Linked DNA regions of Gossypium hirsutum: region 2 is linked to region 1. Evidence: chromatin contacts called from public Hi-C data. All regions are on one chromosome and are shown on one strand. Each heading gives the region's core, a stretch centred on a gene start, on an enhancer-like site or on the middle of the called end of the contact. The rest is flanking DNA. Distances are from core to core; before and after follow the strand shown. Region 1 has its middle 23 kb from the start of LOC121214999. Region 2 has its middle 53 kb from the start of LOC121215068.

The links. A called contact is a pair of places that touch in the nucleus more often than the background predicts.
Region 2: a contact with region 1 is called in a Hi-C map of leaf, with 1.6 times the contacts expected there. The contact joins two enhancer-like sites. A contact is called at or near these places in 2 of 34 Hi-C or Micro-C datasets (callus and leaf).

Annotation. Positions count from the first base shown.
Region 1 is chrD02:61,646,450-61,649,343 of Gossypium_hirsutum_v2.1, reverse strand. No RefSeq gene overlaps it. Among protein-coding and RNA genes, the nearest start is that of LOC121214999, 23 kb to the right of the region's middle. Within about 2 kb of position 1,528, at least 2 of the 9 cell types and tissues checked have an H3K27ac peak or open chromatin away from gene starts, as enhancers often do. A contact at or near this core is called in leaf, where this site is marked.
Region 2 is chrD02:61,734,202-61,737,095 of Gossypium_hirsutum_v2.1, reverse strand. No RefSeq gene overlaps it. Among protein-coding and RNA genes, the nearest start is that of LOC121215068, 53 kb to the left of the region's middle. Within about 2 kb of position 1,500, at least 4 of the 9 cell types and tissues checked have an H3K27ac peak or open chromatin away from gene starts, as enhancers often do. A contact at or near this core is called in leaf, where this site is marked.

The DNA.
Region 1 (2,894 bases), core at 279-2,778:
TTATGAATGTTTGATTAATAAATAAATGGTGAGTATTTGGTACTTAAATAGTATTATTTTTGTAATTTTAAAAAATTGATATATCTTTTTTAAATATTTATTTATTTTTAATATTTTACTATACTCATTAATTTTTTAATCCTAATTTTAATTTAATTTTCATCACCTAGTGAATGCTGATAAATTTATTTCAGATATATTTTGACTAGATAGATAACCTATTTAAACATAATATATAATTATGTTAAATAAATTTTTTTATAGAAATATATAATATATAAAATCTAATAGTTATTTTTCATATTTTTATATCTAGATTAAATTACATTAGTAGTCACTTAACTATGATTTTTTGGCTATCGAATTATAAAAACTTACAAAATGATCACTCAACTATTAGTACCTTTTTAAATATTTATTTTTAAATATTTTACCATACTCATTTTATATTTTATATATTTTTTACTTATAGAGTTTAAAAGTTTTATTTATAATGTAACAAATGTTAACTTTTTGTAAAAAAATTTAAACTCTATAAGTAAAAAAATATAAAATATAGCATAGCCTTTAATATTATGTTGTTAGTCAAAAGAGGAAGGAATCCTACATTATTTAGGAACAAGCTGTAAACCTATTCATGAGTCTATATATACACATATCTCATATCCCACATTGCTTAAGAAAATAAGAGAAATGAGACTTTGAGTCTATATAAAGATTTGCTTTATAAGTTTTATTTTCATATTAATTGGTGATACCTTAAAATAAAATAAAAATAGTGTTGCCACTTTGGGTCATTATAAAGGCTTATTCTCGTAAATTTCTAAAAAAAATTAGTCTATTTTTATAATATTTAAAAAAATGAACTTTTTTGAAAATTTAATCTGAGAAAAGATAAATGTGCACCCACGTCAGTGTGTTTTTGCTGACACGGGGTAAAGTGTGTTCCTGTCAGCGTGCTTTTCTGAGATTTCCTCTTAAAATGCTTCCACGTAGGCATGTTTTGGGTTTTTTGGTTCATTCCGGTAAATAAAGTTTAAAGTGGCTCATTTCCGTAAATAAAGTAGGAAATGAACATTTTAGTAAAATGGTCCAGAACATAAATAAAAATTTAATTTCTTTTTCATTTTCGCTTGATTTTTTATTCTTTTTATAATAACATCTAAAAGTAAAATACAATTAAATTATTGAATGTAGAAAAAATTTTAAAATTTATATTTACATATAATCACATTTATACTTATGTAATTAAAATTTAATTGTATATGTATCTAATATAATTTATTAACAAATTTGAAACTAGGATATAAATGTATATATGAAAAATATTTGAAAAGTACCGAAAAACAAGAAAATGTATATATACATGCCAACATCAAAATAAAAAAATTTTGTCTATCGTTATAGTACCGGCTATTTTATGTTAAATTGGTTTTAGTGGGATGGCAAATACCGTGGATCGTTAGAGAATCGTATAATTTTGAGGGAGTGGCCCAATCTCATGTTATGTGCGAAAACTGAAAACTACAGTACGAATTTGATGGGCAGTGGCGTAGGACAGAGGCAGGCATGATGCCGGCAGGTCTCCACTCTCAAAGCCCCCAACACTTTCACAAATTAACTGCAGAAAAGTTGTAGGGTCCTTTTCGGCCTTTCACCACCAACAAACTTCCAAAACTGAGCCATAAAATTACTACACAATACGGCAAAATCCAAGCTCTGCCTGTGCCTGCTTACGACTTTTGCCAACATGCCTCGTAGACGTGTTAATTACTCTGAGCGAAAACATTTTGGATCTCTCATTTGGGTAAACTAATAAGGTTTTGGTATAGTTGGCAAAAGTGAAAATTTTGAATTTTGATTATCAAGGTTCAAGATTCATCTTGTAAATTATATGTATAGATCTTTGAGTTCCACCATATATTATTACGTATAAATTTTACTTCACCATGTATTATTATGTATGAATTTTATTCAATTAATCAGTTTTATTCTTGATTATTCTAGTGCTTAGTCTATAGTAATTAATTAATTGTATATTATTTCTAATTTTTCGTTTGTATTGTAATAATTTGATTCTACACTATGTGGTTGCTTGAACATAAACTTGTATTTATACTTTGATTGTACTTGTAATCTTTCAAAGAAAATTTCATTTAAATAGAATTTAAAGAGATTGAAATAAGCTAGTTTTTTTTAATTTTAAAACATATTAATTTTTTTTAATATAGTTTACATATTTTTTATAATTAAATTTAACTATTAATATTAATTTTATTATGAAAGTTTTAATTGGAATAGCTTTTTAGGTTGGGTTGATAAAAATTTTTGGGGGAAAAAAGAGTAGAGTATATGATGATAATTTTTTATTCTTTTTTTGTTTTATTTTTTATTGGATTATTTTGCTTCTCAATCTTCAAAATTTAGTTCAATTGTATTTTTCTAGATGAAAAAGTTTACTAGATCATGAAAATTTAATAGTATTAGTGTGGCAATTCACATATATTTCATAAAAATTTAAAACATTATTAAAATTTATTAAACAGTTCAAAAAAATTAAGTAAAATTAAAAGATTTCTCCATGTAAACAATAAGTACATGTAGACTGCCATTTGAGTTGTCACTTCGATGCTATTAAAATTTTAACAGTTTAAAAAAAATTTCCTTTCAAAACAATGCAATTTAAATAAATTTTGAAGGTTGATCAACGAAGTAATCTCAAAAAAATTAAGACCAAAAGGCTAAAATGGATACATATTAGAATTTGTCATAATGCCAAAAAATAGATTGAATTATTTCAAATTAATTCAAATAATATTAAATTTAAACAAATTTATGATAAAGTCAATATTAAATATATTTATTAAAATGTAGAAAATAAGTAATAATATTAA
Region 2 (2,894 bases), core at 251-2,750, 88 kb before region 1:
AAAATGATTTAATTTTCATGTTTGTGATCAGTTTGGTTTTAAAAAAAAATGGTTGTGTTTGTTCGGTAATACCTCGTAACCCTAATTCGGCGACGGATACGGGTTAGGGATGTTACAAGAAATTTGAGAATAAAAAAGCATATAAAAATCATAAATAAATAAGAAATAGAAATTAAAAAAGAATAAAGTGGAAGATGGACGAGTAAACTAATGGTTATGATGGATAGAAGGATAAATGCCCAGTTAAATCCTTTGAGATATAAATCCCAACAAACTCAATTAATAACTCTAATCAATCCCCCAAGAAATAATCCTTGACAAATTGAAGGGTGAAGAATGAATTTCCATGACTCATTGAAGAAAATCGAGAAGAAAACTACTTCTAAAAATCATAAGAAAGAAATCATGCACAAGAAACAAACCCCATCCATGCATGTATCATTCCCCCTTTCCTCGAAAAGATTCATCCTCAAATATTATATTTGATTGAATCTTTGTTTGATTTGCTTGGCCTTTGACATTGTTGTTGGGTCTTGATGTAATATGAGCCCAGCACATTCATGGGTCTGAAATTAGGCTTTGAGACTCGCATTACTACGATAGTTCTCAATGTATTGTGTAAAAAATAGCAAATATAATTACAACATATAATAAGATTGTTCGAAAAAAGAAATATCAAATGTGAAATTGGTAAAATGATGAAAACTATAATTTCTTTATTTCTCACCATAACTAAAAAAAAAAACTTTACTGATGTCATGCACGCTTGATTCGAATTTAAATTAATTTTTTAATAATTTTATTTAAATTTAATTATAAAATATATTAATATTAATATAAAATTATGTATTTATTATTTTGTAAACAATGATATGAACTTTTTGAATTGATTAACCTAAGTTTGAAATTTTTAAAAAGGTGAAGTTGTCACCTAATTTCTAGTAATGATTTGGATTCGTTGAAAGCTATTTTTGTTTTAGCTCAAAATTTTTCAATATTTAATAATAATAATATTGAATTTTAATTAAATGCAAAATCAAACTCAAATCTCTAATGGAAAATAAACTATCTTAATGCTGCTTTTTAATCTATAAAACTCAAAGTTGTATTTAAACGCTCCAACTCCTCTATAACTAATTAGTTGTTGACACAAAATCAACGTACTTGGAACCAAAACATATCTCCATCGATTTCCTGAAGACACGGTATCCCAATAAATGGAACGATTTGTACGCTATTAGGCACTAGCTAGACAATGACAAAGATATGGCTAATCATAAGTGGAGAAAATAGCTAAGGAGGGAGTGGAGTTGAGTGGAATAATTAGTGTCCAAAATCCTTACCCTGGGGATAGGGCAGTGGCCACTCATCAAAATAGTGAATAGAAATGAAAAAATGCTGATGAAGTTGGGAGGGTAACTAAGTTAAGACATCATGTGCAAGCATGTGAAATTGGTTCCCACCACTAGATCCAGCTCAAACCCAATCAGTCCCTCACCACCTCACTCACACTCATTTCATCACATTCATTGCCCCACCACCTAGCCCTTACCTGGTCAACTCACCCAAATGAACACCAATCTGCGGAGCCAATTGTCCATGATTCCCCCCCTTGTTCGCACCAAGTCAATAAATCACCCCTTTATCCGTTAATATGCCTAATACCTTGATTAAATTTGAATCAAATAATAATGAATTTTAAAAAAAATAATGGTGTTGGTGTATGGGTTTAATAAATGGAGGAGACACAGAAGAGGGAGGGGTGGTCTTAGTGGAGGCCGGTTCATTTAATTTGAACAAAGAGTCGAAGGTTGAAACAAGCAAGAAGGTTGAGATAGCAAAGGATTGTTTTGGAGGTAGTAACAGGGCTAGATTGAGGATTGATCCCTTCTTCATCATTTCAGGGTATATATAAGAGAGGTTCAGTATTAGGTGAGATTAATGTGGCGGGTCTGTTATTAGACCATCATTGAGAGACGTGTGAGAAGGATTTTTGTGATGAAACGCATATGGTCATTCCATATGATCCCTGAAGTAGAGTGGTTAGACCAACGTGAGATTTGGTGGCCTAAGGAATCACGTTTTGAACAAGAGAACAAGTGATTGTTTGCCTCACGGGAATGATCCATTCTGGTAAGGCAAAAAGTTGACTGGGGTCAAGCCTTCGGGACCATCAGTCCCTTGGTGATTGGCTAGTAACAAGTGAAGTGACATTCTCCAAATAGCTTACTATGCTATCACGTATCACAGTCCGAAAAAATATAACAAATGGAGTATAACTTAACCCAATTAAATTTCCCCGATCCCTACTTCTCTTTTTCTATGCATATATATGTAATTATTAAATCAAATTACAACTCCATTTAAAGCACAAGGATTACTCGAGTAAGCAGAAATAATGCAGAAACATGTATCAAGTAGTCATATGCACCCCTTATGATTTATTTTGTGTACAAAATCCTTAGTGATAGGGGGTTATGGTAACATGGGTCTCTTTCAGTGAACAACAAAATATTTTGGGGGATAATTTTACTTTTTCATTTCTTTCCAGCTTTAAGAAGCAAAAGGAATGAAGATGGGGGGAGGTTTATTTTCCATTTAGTGGCCTAGGGACCCCAAACATAGAATGTGTTTCAATTAAGATACATAATCTTGCACACCCAGACTCACTGTGTGTTGGCCAATAATATAGCACAAAAATTATTGGATAGTGATGTAACATTACTTTCCTCAATAAAATATCGGAGGTATGTTTAATTCTAGGGGGAAAAAGTACTCTTTACATCTTACAAGCTTCACCTTCCCTCCAAATAAGGTGCTAGTTATTATTTTATACGCTGCAAGATATTATGTGGTTTAAAGATCAAAATGTCTTAGTTTTGCATATAATAGTG